Regions from separate parts of the Hordeum vulgare genome. Here region 2 is linked to region 1. Evidence: chromatin contacts called from public Hi-C data. All regions are on one chromosome and are shown on one strand. The core of a region is the stretch at or near the end of the contact, and the rest is flanking DNA. Distances in the headings are between cores, read along the strand shown. Region 1 holds the start of LOC123449855 (plasmodesmata-located protein 3-like). Region 2 holds the start of LOC123449857 (54S ribosomal protein L19, mitochondrial-like).

Evidence for each region. A called contact is a pair of places that touch in the nucleus more often than the background predicts.
Region 2: a contact with region 1 is called in a Hi-C map of seedling, with 3 times the contacts expected there. The contact joins the promoter of LOC123449857 here to the promoter of LOC123449855 in region 1. A contact is called at or near these places in 2 of 6 Hi-C or Micro-C datasets (leaf and seedling).

The regions. Positions count from the first base shown.
Region 1 is chr4H:592,845,821-592,853,246 of MorexV3_pseudomolecules_assembly, reverse strand. LOC123449855 (plasmodesmata-located protein 3-like) reads left to right here and starts at 3,845. Exons shown (of 3, transcript XM_045127206.1): 1 at 3,845-4,725; 2 at 5,700-5,807; 3 at 5,923-6,396. The coding sequence starts at 3,963. The coding sequence ends at 5,930.
Region 2 is chr4H:593,090,059-593,097,484 of MorexV3_pseudomolecules_assembly, reverse strand. It overlaps LOC123449857 (54S ribosomal protein L19, mitochondrial-like), which reads left to right and starts at 3,153. Exons shown (of 2, transcript XM_045127209.1): 1 at 3,153-3,301; 2 at 4,639-5,518. The coding sequence starts at 4,657. The coding sequence ends at 5,121. It overlaps LOC123449856, which reads right to left. Exons shown (of 2, transcript XM_045127207.1): 1 at 6,317-7,426; 2 at 5,772-6,241. The coding sequence starts at 6,955. The coding sequence ends at 5,930. It also overlaps the pseudogene LOC123450865.

The DNA of each region.
Region 1 (7,426 bases), core at 2,596-5,095:
ATCCCACATACGCAACTGACTCCCCTAAATGGGAGGCGTGGTTCGCGGTGGAGCACGAGGAGCAGCGCCGCACATGGCGTGCGCCAAGTGCAGCCAGGAGGCCCTCTGCCGCCCCCCGTCTGTCGTCAGCGACGAGGACCAGGAGGCTGAGGCCGTCTACCAGGCGGCGCTCGCTGGTGTCCTCCGCGACAGCGAGGAAGAAGCGCGACGCATGGCCGAAGAGGAGGCGACGTGCAGCAGCTCGCGGAGGCCATGGCACTATCAGCCGCTCGCGACAGCGTCGTGCCACCTCCGCCGGAGCTCGAGCTGCCGCGGGAGGTCTACCAGTGGACCGACGTTGTCAGGAGTTCGTGAGTGCGCCGCCCATCTGGCTGGGTGCGACCCCGCTGTAGGAGCAGGCCTACCTCGAGCATTGGAGGTTGGTGCACCTGCAGGCCGAGTATGCCGAAGGCCTGCGGCTCATGGAGCTGGAGAAGGAGGAGGATGAGGAGCGACGGAAGACGGAGGAGGATGAGCGTGCTCGTGCTGCTGCGCTGCCACCACCACCACCACAGCCTGCACCGACGGGGCAGACGATGAAGGCGTAGGCAGTTGCGTTCTGGAACTCGGAGTTCCCTTGGGCCGGCCCCGCACCAACGCTGGTCGGCCTCACCGGCTCCGACGCCGATGCCGACGCCGCCTAGGGCTGCATGGACGCAGTTTTATGTTCTTTTTTAATTTTTATTTAATGTAATGCGGACGCGACACGTGGAGTATCGCCGACTTTTGTGGCCCGTTTTTAATTTTTAATTATGTATATGTTTCTTTTCGCGGACGAAACGACCAATATTGATCGCACGAGCCGACACATTTACGAAAACGGACGTTCGTGTCCGTTGACCGAACCAAACGGAAAAAAAAAAAAGAACGAAATCGCTCGCCCGGTTGGAATTTCCCTCAACCCCGTGTGCGAGAGACTCTGCGCAGATGCCAAGACGGCGCAACCCTTGACGCCCGGGACCCAAAAACCCCCACCCGCAGCCACCGTACGTGCATCGCTCCAGGCACCGTACGCGGAAACATGGTCGTCTTGCTCACCAAACCCCGTACGCACTGCACTTATTACCATGACTGCTAGCGGTAGCAGATGGATTGTTTTTCGCCGCCAGCGTCGCTCTCGTGCCGATCTGAAGACAGAAGAGTTTATTCAAAAGGTTGCCATCATATTCACCACCCCTCGCAGTCCCGTCGTCTCCATCGGCAAAGCTTCGGCGTCCCTTTCCACCAGACCAAGCCATCTTTACTTATCGAGTATCATTATCGTTATCATGGTGCTTCACTACCAAGTCAAAAAAAAAAAAAAAAACAAGTCGAGTAAGAGATGGACATTGTCCTCTAAGAAAATGGTTTATGTATACTAGCAAATAAGCACGTGCGTTGCAACGAAAGAAAAAAATAACACACGTTCTGAACGCAATATATTTTCACATGACATCACATTTGTGTTACCGACGATGACCTCAGTGCACACATAACGAAAATGCATTTGAATGTACAGTCAGTCGGAATAAGATGAAAAATATGTTGTTTCTCCCTACGAGATTTTACAAAGGTGTGCATGTGTGGTTAACGATGTTTTCTTTCCTCTCAATTTGGTTTTAATTTAATGGATGTTTATTGCAATTCGTTTGATCGCCGGAAAGAGAAAAAAAAGGAACGTGCACTACAGATTAAATTTGCATCAAAAATAATATATAAGAAGTATTCAAGAGTTAAAAATAACATTCTATTTAGATTCTACACATTTTTTCAATCAAATTTCATATATAACATGTTAAAATCAGAGTTACGGTTTAAAAGATATGGATAATTTTGTTTTAGATAAAATATGGATAGATTAACTGAAAAGTCAGTTTTTTTAAAACGGAAAAAAACGTTTCGGCTGACTTACATAGGGAGGACGGGTTGAATACGTGAAACATTAGAAAGTTTTCTAAAAAATGCAAAAAACGATTCGGCTATGACTAAAAGATGGACTGCGGGTTGATTATCTAAAACTGTGAGGGTGTTTCTGCAAAATGACAAAAACGGGTCGTTGTGACTTAAAATTGGACTGCGAGTTAATTATATAAAACTGCGAGGACTTTTCTGCAAAATGACCGACGACGGACAACAAAAGCGTTGCGCGCTTTATTATTAGGGGAGACTTAGGCCAAATCCACCGCACGATCCGAAACGGATGTCCGGTTTGACCGGATTTTGTTCGTTTGAGACAACAATAGGTTCGTCCATGTCCGCTTTTGTCTGTTGGGTCGTGCATGTGCCCACCACGCGGCCGCATCCCAAACCATGTCCGTGTTGGACTTGATTAAAAAATAGAAAAACTTAACTAAAAAGTAAATAAACGCACTTAAAAAAACTTAAAACATAACATTAACATAAAAAAACGGCCCAGTTTTCACGGCCACAAAAACAACCCAGTTTAACATAATTAACATAAAAAAAGCCCGTTGATGCCGTAACCGTTGACGTCTTCACTGGTCGTCGGTGTCGTCGTCGTCGCCGTCGCTAACGAGGTCGACGTAGGCCAGTGGCGTCCAGGGATGTGCCGGGGTCCGTGGTGCGCGGGGGCGGGCTGGAAGCTGGCAGGTGCGTGCAACACCTCCTCCTGTGGCGAGACATCCCGCTCCGGTGACCGCGGTGGCGTGGGGCACCAGTTCACGCCCCCACTGCGTGCGCCATCTCCGGCTCCGTGCACGACCAGCTTCATTGTTGGCCCACTAGATCCGGAGGGAACGCGACCACCGGGGCGTCCTCCATCACCTCCTCCTCCTTCACCAGCTCGTGGATGACGACGTCGCCGGACACAGAGAGGGCCATCGCGTCCTCTAGGCCCGGCCATTGGCGTTCATCATGCGTCATCATGAAGTCCTCCATGACACGCTGCATGAGCCAGGCCTCCTCCTGCGCTGTCATGCGAGGAGGTGGAGGTGGTGACGGAGATGGGGAAGGCGACGACGTGGGCATGAGGCCGCGCACCCGTGTACGCCTGCGCACCTCCCGTGGCCGCCGCGACCCCGACACCGTGCCGGCGAAGTAGGAGGCGCGCTGCACGTCGTGCTCGTTCCTGAGCCATGTGTCCCACAGGGTGAAGTCGACGGCGTAGCTGTTGTCGTAGTACATGTCATCGGGAAGGAGGCGGGGCGGCGCTCGATCTCGCTCGGCGCGCACGACCGCTCGTCGGCACCGGCGGAATCGGGACCCGGTCGACGGAGATGTGTCAGACGTTGGGGAGGTGGACGTCGCTCCACGGTACGAGCGTTGGGGAGCATGTATGCGTTCGAAAATGGATCGTTACGTACATAAAACAGACACGATGGATCCGGACCGTCCCGCGATGGGCCGAAAGGTTTGTCCTTTTTACCTCGAACGGACGGGACCACAGACAGGATGGGGTCGGACGATGGAGTCAGAGTAAAGAAATGGTTCATATACCTATCCAATCGAAAGAGCAGTTTCGCGTCCCCTCCTCCGTGTTTCCCTCCTGCCGTTGCAAGCTTTGAGCCGTACTAGTAGAGCCAAGAAGTTATCCGGTCCATGGCCTGTGCACGCAACGCAACAGCAAACCAACAGATTTGCGCAGCACTGCTCACCCAAACTGCGTGCTTTTCTCCCCGTTCCAAAAAAAAAAAAAAACGCGTGCTTTTCTCTGCCACCCCATTAACTGCGCGGCATTACCATCGTCAGCTGAAACGGACGCCCCCTCCCAAATAAATCACACACAAAACAAGTGTGGAGCCACCTGACCTGACACGCGGAGAGCGAGAGAGAAAGAGAACGAAGCGAAGCAACCAGCAGCAGGCCGCAACTCGCAAGCGCATACACACCACCACCACCGCCAGACCAGCGCCAAAACAGGGGGTGGTGGAGTGAGCTCTGCTTCCGGCGCAACACCGAGGGCAACCACACAGACCCCCGGCCAGATGGGCGCCGGCGGCCTCCTCCTCGCCGCCGCCGCCGTGCTCGCCCTCATCCTCTCCACGGCGCCGCGCCCGGCGTCGTGCGCCGACCTGTACGCCGTCGTCTACAAGGGCTGCGCCAACCAGACGTTCCCGGGGGGAAGCCCGCCGCCCACCGTCGCGGCGCTCTCCTCGGCGCTTGCCGCGCAGTCGGCCTCCGCCAAGTTCTACAAGACCTCCTCGGCCTCCGCCTCCTCGGCCTCCGCCTCCGTCTTCGGCCTCTTCCAGTGCCGCGGCGACCTGTCCGGCCCGGACTGCTCCTCCTGCGTCGCCCGGGCCATGTCCTCCTGGCGCGACCTCTGCGGCGCCGCCGTCGCCGCGCGGGTCCAGCTCAACGGCTGCCTCGCGCTCTACGAGATCTCCGGCTTCCCCCAGGTCTCCGGCGTCCAGATGCTCTTCAAGACCTGCGGCTCCGGCGCTGGCGGCGACGGCGGCGCCCCGGACTTCGAGACGCGCCGCGGCACCGCCTTCAGCCAGCTCGAGGGGGGCGCGGGCACCAGCGCGGGGGGCTTCTTCGCCACCAGCTTCCAGCAGGTCTACGCGCTGGCGCAGTGCGAGGGCGACCTCTCCAACGTCGACTGCAGCAACTGCGTCACCCAGGCCGTGCAGCGCGTCGCCGTCGAGTGCGGCGGCGCCCCCTCCGGCCAGGTCTACCTCGACAAGTGCTACATTACCTACAGCTACTACCCCCACGGCGTGCCCCGTGGCGGCGGCGGCGGCCTCGGAGGTACTTCTATACTACCTTTCCTTTCCTTTCCTTTCCTCCTGGCTTCCATTTAATTTCTGCCGGCGCATTTCATTCCATTCCAACCACACTTAGAATATTGATTCGCTTCATTCTGCAGTGATCCAATCTGAAATCTGAATAGCGAATATTAGATTGCATGTGTTCAGCACTTTGGGCAAAATGTGGTAGGATTGTGTAGCTTGCTTCATGATTCTTGCTAGTACTGGCTAGTTTAAGCATGTGAACTGCTGTCGGTGGATTTGTTTGTAGTACATGTGTAGGTGAGATCCTGGCATGATTCTCTGGTTTGGAATCGATTGATGGGGATTGATTGAGGGAGCGCCTTGTGTTCCTTGGTTTGGTGGATTTTGGCCACTCGTCTGGACGAATTTGTAGTACTATTAAATATGGATTAGTGCCCTCTCAGGTGCTAACCATTTGGATTACAAACAAGCATTGGATGGTCCAGTGTTTGGTAGGTAGGAGTTATGATTTATGAGCGTATCTTCCCGATGTCAAAGTGGAACTCTGATGCAGACAGTGGCATGATCTTGTTTCTTTCTTGGTTGGTCAGCTTAAGATTTGAGGGACAGCGTTCAACTGATCTTGTTCCAGCTTTCTTTTGTCAATTATGCTTGTTTTTTGCACTGTTTAGTCCATCATCACTGATAACTCCATTATACTACTTCGTTTCTGAGCTTAGAAGTAGCGTATGGCAGCAGGTGCCTAGATTAGCGAGTTCTTTATGCATCTGTCTGCTCGGTCTTTGAGAAAAGCTGTTTTCCACTAGCACCTAGTAGCAGTAGTACTCGTACATTGTTTGATGCCAGGACCTTTTCTTTTCTGGATTTACTGGAGATAGGCATTGTATGATTGTACCCATGATTAGACGTGGTATCATCATCCCTAGTTTGATTTTTATTTTGATCTGTGAACTTTGGCCATTCATTCTCCTCCTTGTGCATCCATCTCAGGGCAGCAGACGGCCAAGACTGTGGCCATCGTGCTGGGTGGAGCCTTGGCCCTGGGTTTCCTGGTCATCTGCCTGCTCTTCGCCCGAAGCCTGGTCAAGAAGAAGGACGGTGAGTCGACACTGTTCATTTTGCCAGTGTTGAGTTTGCAGCAACCAACCATTGCTCCAAAATCTAAATCTCCTGCATATATATTATCCTGAACAATTTGTGTGCTTGCTTGCAGATTACTGACCTGGAGGCATGGAGGGAGGAGGAGGTAGCAACTGGACAAGGGAAAGCATTGGGGCATGGTGTGCATTTTCGATAGGGGCGTTGGACGGTGGTGAGTGGGATACAGAGGGGACTGTTTTTTGGCTCTTGTTCCTCTCTCTGGCCATGTGGTGTGAGGGGTGCCATACCCACATCGCATGCACGATGAGAGATGAGAGATGAGAGAGAGGGGTAAAGGAGAGGAGGCAAGTTCAGAAAAAGAAACTGTTCTTTCCTTTGGGGCTGGCTGGCTGGCTGGGGCTCATGTGAATCGGTTGGAATTCAAGATGGTTTTTTGTCTTTGGGCTGCACTATTACCACCCTCTCTTGGTTGCTTAATTTAGGTAGGGTTCTAGGAGTACATTGATTGATTCTCTTGTTTTCCTGAGAGGAAACTACATGTAGTCCTTCTATGCAGAAAGTAATCTTAGATTAGTCTCCTGTGTGATCTGATAAGTGTTTGCAGCTAGCCGCAGATTTAGAATCTGACCTGGTTGGATAGTTTCCATGGTAACGTTTCTAAACTACTACTCCCTCCGTTCTTTAAATATAACCCATTTTGAAGATTTCAATGTGAACTATATACGCATTTATATAGACATATTTTCGAGTGGAGTGTAGGTTCATTCATTCTGCTCCGTATCTAGTTTATGTTGAAATCTCTAAAAATGCCTTATATTTAGGAACAGAGGGAGTAGTATCTTCTAGAGCAGGGCTTTCACTTAGTTTTTGTTGTTCAGTGCTGCTGACTTTTACTGCTCGTCCACACTGCCGACCTCGGAACCTGCCGCTGGATGGAGCCAATGTGTAGTAGGGATAAGGGTTGGGATCGTCAGAGTCGCATGGCCCGATCACAAGATGTGTTTGAATGCAAAATTTGTTTCCTCTTGGTAGGCGTATGCATGCCAGCCGAGATGTGTATACTGTCGGTGTTGTCGCCTACCATTCCTTTTTTTTCTTTTCGAGTGGAGTCGCCTACCCTTCAGTCCACGATGCTCTATTGCTTAGCGTGAGTGGCCCGGTGGTGCTTACGGCCTGTTTGGAGCGGGCTGAACGGCTTGTGGTGCTCGAGAATATGAAGGAGAATAAGAATGGGCTGCTGTTGTGGGCCCAGTAAGGATTGTAGTGGACTAAATCGTAGAGCCTGTTTTGATTCTACTTTCTCCATTCCTAAATATAAGACCTTTTAGATATTACATTATAAACTATATACGGATATATATAGATATATTTTAGAATGTAGATTCACTCATTTTGCTTAGTATGTAGTCTTTTAATAAAATCTCTAAAAGATCTTATATTTAGGAACGAAGAAAGTAGTTGCAAGGGTTTTCAAGCACCGGAAAACACTAAATCACAAAAATGAAGAGTACACCTTTTAAGGATCATTCGCATCTTTCCAGGTTACGTCCAGTGGCGCACTGCATGCGTGTCAGTTGTCACAACCCGAAAGTTTCCTTTTTTTTAGATTTATATTT
Region 2 (7,426 bases), core at 1,904-4,403, 240 kb before region 1:
ATCTCGGGCGTCCTCACCGGGGAGTGCATCATGCTGCCGTACATCCCACTGGACACGATGGCGGCGAGGAGGAGGCTCGCGGCCACGGTGGCGTACATGAAGGCGACGCAGCGCTTGGCCGTGCTCCGCAGCGCGGCGATGTCCGTCTCAAGGCCGACGAGGAACATGTAGAGGATGCGCGCCGTCGCCACGTACCCGTTGTACATGTCCTCCACGTTGTCCACGTCCACGTGCACGATGGCGTTGCGGAGCCCCATGCCGCCCACCACCATGCCGGCCTGCAACGCGCGATACATACATGCCGACGCCAGTTAATTAACCCTGCACCGCCCACGGCCGATTTCCTCGACCACGCATATGCACCCACAGAAATATAATGTGAGGATTCATCTTACGAGGATCTGGGAGATGGCATTGGGCTGGTTGTAGCGCCGGAGCAAGGAGTGGAAGAGGTTGGAGACGAGGATGACGGCGAGCGCCTGGATGACGAGGAGGAACAGCGTGTCCACGGCGATGCCAGGGACCGGCGTCCACACTAGCCGGTCGACGTTCCCGGAGCACAGCGAGAATCTGGCCATCTTCCTAGCGTCGGCCTCGGCCTCGGCGGTAGTCGACCGCCGTACTTGGACGGCGCTTGTTGCCGCTGACTAGCTTAGCTCGGCTCCGACGCGCCCTTCCCCGACGAGCCCCCCTGCGTGCATGCGCTCGTGGAGGGAGGTGTAGTGGCTGCGAAGGACCTGGCCTATTTTTGGAGGGACGGGCATGGTTTTGATGGAAGTAGCCGGGGGAGGAAGGCAACCCCCGGAATAGGATTGAGAGTGTGTTGTAAAATTAGCTCAATCTCATCATTTGCTCACCCATTCGTTTCTACTACAAATTTTCATAAAATATTAATATTTTAACTCAAATACTAAAAAATGCAGCTGTACTTACAACAGGTCATTTTCACTTTATTCTGTTTTATTTTTTTTGAAATACTATAACTTTTGAACCGTGCCCGTCGTGTGAAACACAACCGTGAAAAATGGATCGTCGTTCTGAGACTCGGTTCAAAAGTTATAATATTTTTAAAAAACAAAACAAAATAAAGTGTAAGGACTTATGCACACTTCCACGTGAGGGTGCACTTGTTTAAGCCAAATAGTACAACTGCACTTTTTAGTATTAAGATTTTAGTTTATCTTTACTTTATACACACGCGTGTTGTGCATGTGGACTTGCATGGGTAGAACAGTGATACTTTAAGAGGGCCTAAGAGCATCTTCAACATACGCAGAGGCACTGCCCATACAAGAAAATACAGCGTGTGTAATGTTTTTTGTCCAAGTAGGCAGGTGATGCATTGGAAGCTGCAAATTTTAGCGCGTCGTTGTAGCGCTTTAGCGGGCGCACTAAAAATACAGCGCGCCGCTCATATTTCAACCATAGTTCATATATAGAAACTACTCATCATCGTTAGTTCATAGATAAAAACATAGTCCATAGATAAAAAAGATAAAAACATAGTCCATAGATAAAAAAGATAAAAACTACTCCTCGACGTCTTCATCCGACTCGCTGGTGTCCTCCTCCGACTCCTCCGTCGTGATGCGTCAGCCCACCGTTCATCGTTGGGGTCCTAGGTCGATGTTTCTTTAAGCTCGATGTTAAAGAGCGCGGCCTGCTTCTGCATACGCATGTCCTCGTGATAGGCGGCTCGCTTCGTGCTCCTCTCCTCCTTTGCGTGAACAATTCACGCTCGTCGAAGAAGTCCCGCGGGAACTATTGGCTCCGCACCGCCATTGCCTTCTCGTCCATCTCAGCGATGCTGAGGCAGTGCTCCTGCCTATGGTTCTGGCGACGGTCCTCTTCGGTGACAAGCCGTGGGGGAGGCGCTAGCCGTTGCGCCCACTCTAACATCATCACCTCGGGGAAGTTCATCTCCCCACGAGGCGCATCTCGCCGAAGCGGATCTCGACATAGAAGGTGCTGGAGGGGCGCGCGCGGACGCCGCGGTAGCCCGAGCTTCCCTGGCGGCGGCGAGGCGAGAAAGAAGAGCGACGGAGAGGGCGCGTGGCGAGGAAGAGCAGAAAGAAGGCGCGTAACGAGGCAAAACAGTGAAGGGGCGCTGAATTTATAGCGCGCGTCCGCACGCGGCAAAATTACTGCCCATCCCCCCCACCCCGGCTTTTTCCCGCGCACGCGCGCCCTTTTTTTTGCTCGACACTTTTTTCCGCACCCAGGGAACGTACATTTGATTTGGCGCGTCTGTTGAAGATGCTTATTTTTTTCAATGATTCATGCAAAAATATTCAGATTTTTGTGCAATTTTTTTTTTACTTTTAGGATTTAACTATTCATACGGGTTCATTTCAGCTCTAGTTGAGAATAGCTGCGTCCCTGAAAAAACCTGTATTTCGGAGCAGTTTTTTTTAAATGGGGTAGCAGAATTTTTTTATGCTCGGCGTAGACACTGCTCATGATCCGGATATACTCCAAGGTACGGTGCATGCGGTTCTACTTGACAGCTTAGGCAAGTTCTTAATAGCAGGAAACGACATAACGGCTCTTTGCTTTGGGTTGAATCTGGCTCAGTCCTTCTGATGCACAAGATTGATCATAAATTCTAATATATAGAAGGTTATTTCAAGAAAGTTGGCAACTTCTTTAAGGCAGCATCTGCAATATTTGAGGATTGTTATCACATAGCTCGAGAGTTTTTCTCAAGTTTGGTATGAGCACTGCCATTGAGAAGGAAATTCAGTAGAGCGTGAATTGGTTTGAATTGCTAGATTTGTATGAGCTGGTACTTTTTGTTGAGACCACATGCTTATAAGCGATGCTACTTTGATTACTGTCTAATAAGGAGTGTTGAAATCTTCAAAGATGGGTGTGGCTAGGTCTCACATGCCTGAGACTTAACCAAATCTCAATCAAGTGATAAAACATACATATTTTTTTTATAAACCTTTCATGAAAGACCGAAGGATTATAGCATCCATTGAAACATAACGAAGTCTCAGTCAATCAAAACTGTAAAAAGATAAAAGATAGAGAAAGTAATATCCACATCTCTTCGTTCGACTAGGCAAGGCCGGCCCACCCTGCTCTGCTGGGCTCGCTTCCCCTGTGTACATTCCCCAGCCCATCCCGGTCCTCCTTCCCCTTGTTGGGTCTGCATAATGTGACGACGGAAGGCCGATTTAGGGTTTTAGCCCAGCCGCAGCCATTCTCCAACCTCCGTCCGTGCTCTGCTCCCCGTGCGGAAGGCGGCTGGCCGGCGGCAGCTACGGCGGCGCGCGACCGGACGACGTACACGCAGGTCAGTTTTGCTCCGTCACAACGGGATCTGACCTCAGGTTCTCGTCCCGTGAAAAACTCTAGCCGAGCGCCCGCGGCTGCCAAGAACGCCGCCGTTTTGGTATCCCCTTCATGTCCATGGGGTCTGCGTAGATTTGCGTGTTTAGATCTAAAGGAACCCCGTACTGGAACTCCTGCCGCAGAGAGTGCTCCTTCTTGGCGGCAGACTCGAATTTGTCACTTAGATGCAACTATTTTGTACGTACTAGGCATAATTTTGCCTTATTTATGTTCAGAACGTGTCGTTTCAGTTCAAGAGTGATGATTGAAGGCGTGGAACATATGAACTCCGAATTTGTCACTTAGATGCATGCCTTTGTTGACCAAACACCGTCAATAACAGTCTCTTTGGTCATTTTGGGTTTAAAGAGCCAGAGCCTTCTCTTTTATCTCAATTTACTGGAAAATGCCCTGCAGATAGTTGTTGTTTAATGTGAATGTAAAAATCTTGATTATTTAGATACCATTGCACCACGAGGTTTGGCTGAAACATGGTTGAAGCATTACATTTCTAGGAAGAACTTTGTTCTGTACCTGCTTTGTTAAAGTTCGTACATTAACGGTTGTGGCGTAGTTTGAATTTCCCAAGTGGGAGATGTTGTGCTATGTTCCTATGGCTATGCTGAAGGGAATAGAAGTATTGTGTATTTAGCTTATCTTAGCCTTATGGTATGTCTGTTACATGGCGTTTTCAGTTCAGAGTAGTGATTGGAGGCAAGTAACTGATGAGGTCTGAATTTGTCACTTAGACATACAATTATGGTTATTAGCCTATCTTAGACTTATGGTATGTTTGGTAAGTGGTGTTTTAGTTCAGAATAATGTTTGGAGGCAAGTAACTAAGGAGTCTGCATTTTATGCCTTGCATACCATGCTTTTGCTGAAGGACCCTCTTTACCAAAACAGTCTCTTTGGGGACATTCTTGCAAGCAATTGCATGGTTGTTCATCCATTGTTGGTCACATAGCCAAAACAGTCTCTTTGGGGGCATTCTTGCAAGCAATTGCATGGTTGTTCATCCATTGTTGGTCACATAGTTTCTTTGTGGGAAATCGTACACCTTTTTCAAGTAAGTTTCTAAGAAGGCGGACTAAGAACAGTTGGAGTTTACTTCAGAAACCTTTTTGTTTTGACAAAAACATTTTGTTTCAGAAATCCTTGTTTGTTCTTCACTTAAATTACTCTTTTGAGTGGATCTTCATTTTGGTTACTTATTATGTCCCACTAGCTACTGATAATTTGTTATGAGTAGTTTCTTTGTAAACATGCCATATTGATTGATGCCAGTTTTTACCGCAGATCTGCTAAAGGAGCAACATGGCAACACTTAAAGATGTGGCAACACGGAAACCTATTCTAGCAACAATCCGCCTCCTGGTTCCTGCTGGAGCAGCCCGCCCGGCACCACCTGTCGGACCAGCTCTGGGTTTCTACAGGCTCAATCTGATGGCATTCTGCAAGGATTTCAACGCCAGGACGCAGAAGTACAAGGCAGAGACTCCGATGCAAGTCACGCTGACCGCCTACAAGGACAGCACCTTCGAGTTTGTGGTCAAGTCGCCATCGGTCTCATGGTTCCTCAAGAAAGCGGCGGGCATCGAGAGCGCGAGCAGCCGTCCGGGCCACAACATGGTGACGTCCCTCTCGCTCCGCCATGTCTATGAGATCGCAAAGCTGAAGCAGTCCGACCCGTTCTGCAAGCACATGTCCCTCGAGGCCCTGTGCAAGTCCATCATCGGCACGGCCAAGTCCATGGGCATTGAAATCGTGAAGGATCTCTGACCGGTCTGGCTGGACTAGCTCTCAGGCATATTTTTTTATCTTGTGTTCATCTACAGCCAGTCTAGTTTCGTCTGATTTGAAAGAAAGGTAGGGATGGGATTTATCTGTCGAAATCTGGCGGCGCCCGTCTTGGTGATCAGTTTGTATCATGTGACAGTTTTCTTCAGTGTAACCATTTGGTGGTGGTCGGGTAGTAAGTTTCTGCCTCCCTCTACTACTCCCCCTGTTCCAAAATAAATGTCATGGTTTTAGTTCAAATTTGAAGTATTTTGCACTGAACTTGTTGAAATGGCAACTTGAGCGCCTTCCATGTCAAGATGCTGGCATGCTAAGTGGGCGTTGTAACTGAACTTCATTTTAGGTATCGTGGGCATGAATGTGTTGTAGCTTTCAATAATGCTCTTCTCCACATACTGGTAGGACGTGCATGTGTTGTAGATTTCCACTCAGTAGTTTCATTGTTATTTGTTGCACCGGTTTTAGTTTAATTGAAGATATCTTGGGTCACATTACACTTTGGCCCTAAACAATCCTTTCTTAGGAAGGTTTTTTTTTCCTGTTTCTCCTCTGGACCATGAGCTGAATTTCCTTAACTGAATCTGGATTACTAAAGTAAAAAAGATCTGACTGAAGAAATGCAACACCGGAGGGGATCGGAATATACTTGTTCACTATAGCAAGCAATACAGGCAGGCTGGAGTCTGGACGACTAGGAATTATTGGGAGAGAATCTACTGGTGCTGAAGCAGCTACACTAGCTCCGATCAGCGTCGGCTTCAGCTTCAGAGAGACCGCGGCGAGGTTCAGCTCAGCTCGTGGCGGAAGCCATGGACGGGTGAGCGGCCGGGAACCCGGCGTAGCTCATGGCATCGTCGCCGTCTTCGGGGCCGGGGCCGGCGCCGTCGTCGGTGTCCCACAGGAAGGCGGCCTGCGCGGCGAGGACGTGGGTGTTGTGCGGGTCGGCCCTGGCCGCCCGGTCGAAGTAGCTGGAGGCGCGCTCCTCGTCGCCGTGCACCTCCCACACCAGCTTGGCGTACTCCGACAGCAGCTCGCCGTCGTTGGGGTCCGCCAGGATCGCGCGGGAGTAGTACTCCTCCGCCCTCCGGCGATCCCCCTTCACCTGCGACATTCCGATCATCATCTCCAGATCTGAGCTGCAATGGCGAGAGTGGAGCAGCGAGGGTGGGTGCCTTACCTGGTAGAGGAACTGCGCGTAGTTCCTGAGGAAGAGGCCGTTGCAGGGGTCCTCGTCGATGAGCCTCTTGTAGTGGATCTCGATGCCGGAGCCGTCCCCTCCCCCGCCGCCGGAGGCCACCAGGTAGCCGCCGCCGTCGATGCCGCCGGCACCGCCGCAGTCGGCGTTCAGCAGGCCCGACCCCAGCCGGTCGATCCCGAGGCCCCTGGCCAGGAACAGCGGGTGCTCCTGCGCGTGCATGCTGCTGCCGAGGCCGAGCGCCCCGAAGCTCGTCTCTCGGTCATCGTCCTCATCCTCCTCCTCCTCGTCCCTGTCCCCGTCGCGCGCCGTGAAGGACCGGATCGTCTCGAGCGCCGGCCTGGACCGCGGCGGCAGGTGGTGGTGGTGGAGGTCGTCCGCGCGGCCGCCCAGCGCGGCCAGGTTGCCGTCCGAGCACGCGCGGCGCAGGCCGCCCCCGCGAGAGCGCTCGTGGTCGGAGGACAGGCTGCAGGAGATGGGCGACGGGTGGTACGCGACCGTGGGCGAGGACTCGGCGAAGTGGACGGCCGGGGAGTGGCCGCCGCCGCCGCCGCCGCCGCCGGCCCCGGAGGTGGCGTGCAGCGCGCCGAGCACCGGCGTGGACGCGCTCCTCACCAGCATCGCTTCACGTTCTGGCTGCCGCTGGCACCGGCACCGGCACGAGCAGCTGTGTTCAGGACCAGGCTACAGCACGAGGGTCTGCCGCTGACGCTGGTTGTTGTTGGAGGTTGTTGTAGCGTGTAGCAGCGCCTCGGATTTATAGGTGGTGGAGAGGAGAGGAGAGGAACGGCGGCTTGGGCTTGGCCGGCACCGGCATGTGAAGCACGGCCGAGCCGAGCGTGGGGTGTGTGGGCGCGGGAATGGCCGGTGCGGGTGGCCTCTGCCTCGACGGCCGCACGTCCCGTCGTCTACGGTCTACGGTATGGCCTCTCCCTTTCCGGCCCGTGTTGTTTTGCGCTTCTGGAGAGTGGGTGAGACTCACGAAGCCGTCGTCACGCCTCGCCGGGTCTGTGGCTCTGAGTAGTACTGGTTGGGCGGTACAAAGTTGGCCGAGCGCCATGACCGGACAATCATTCGAGCTATCGTCTACGT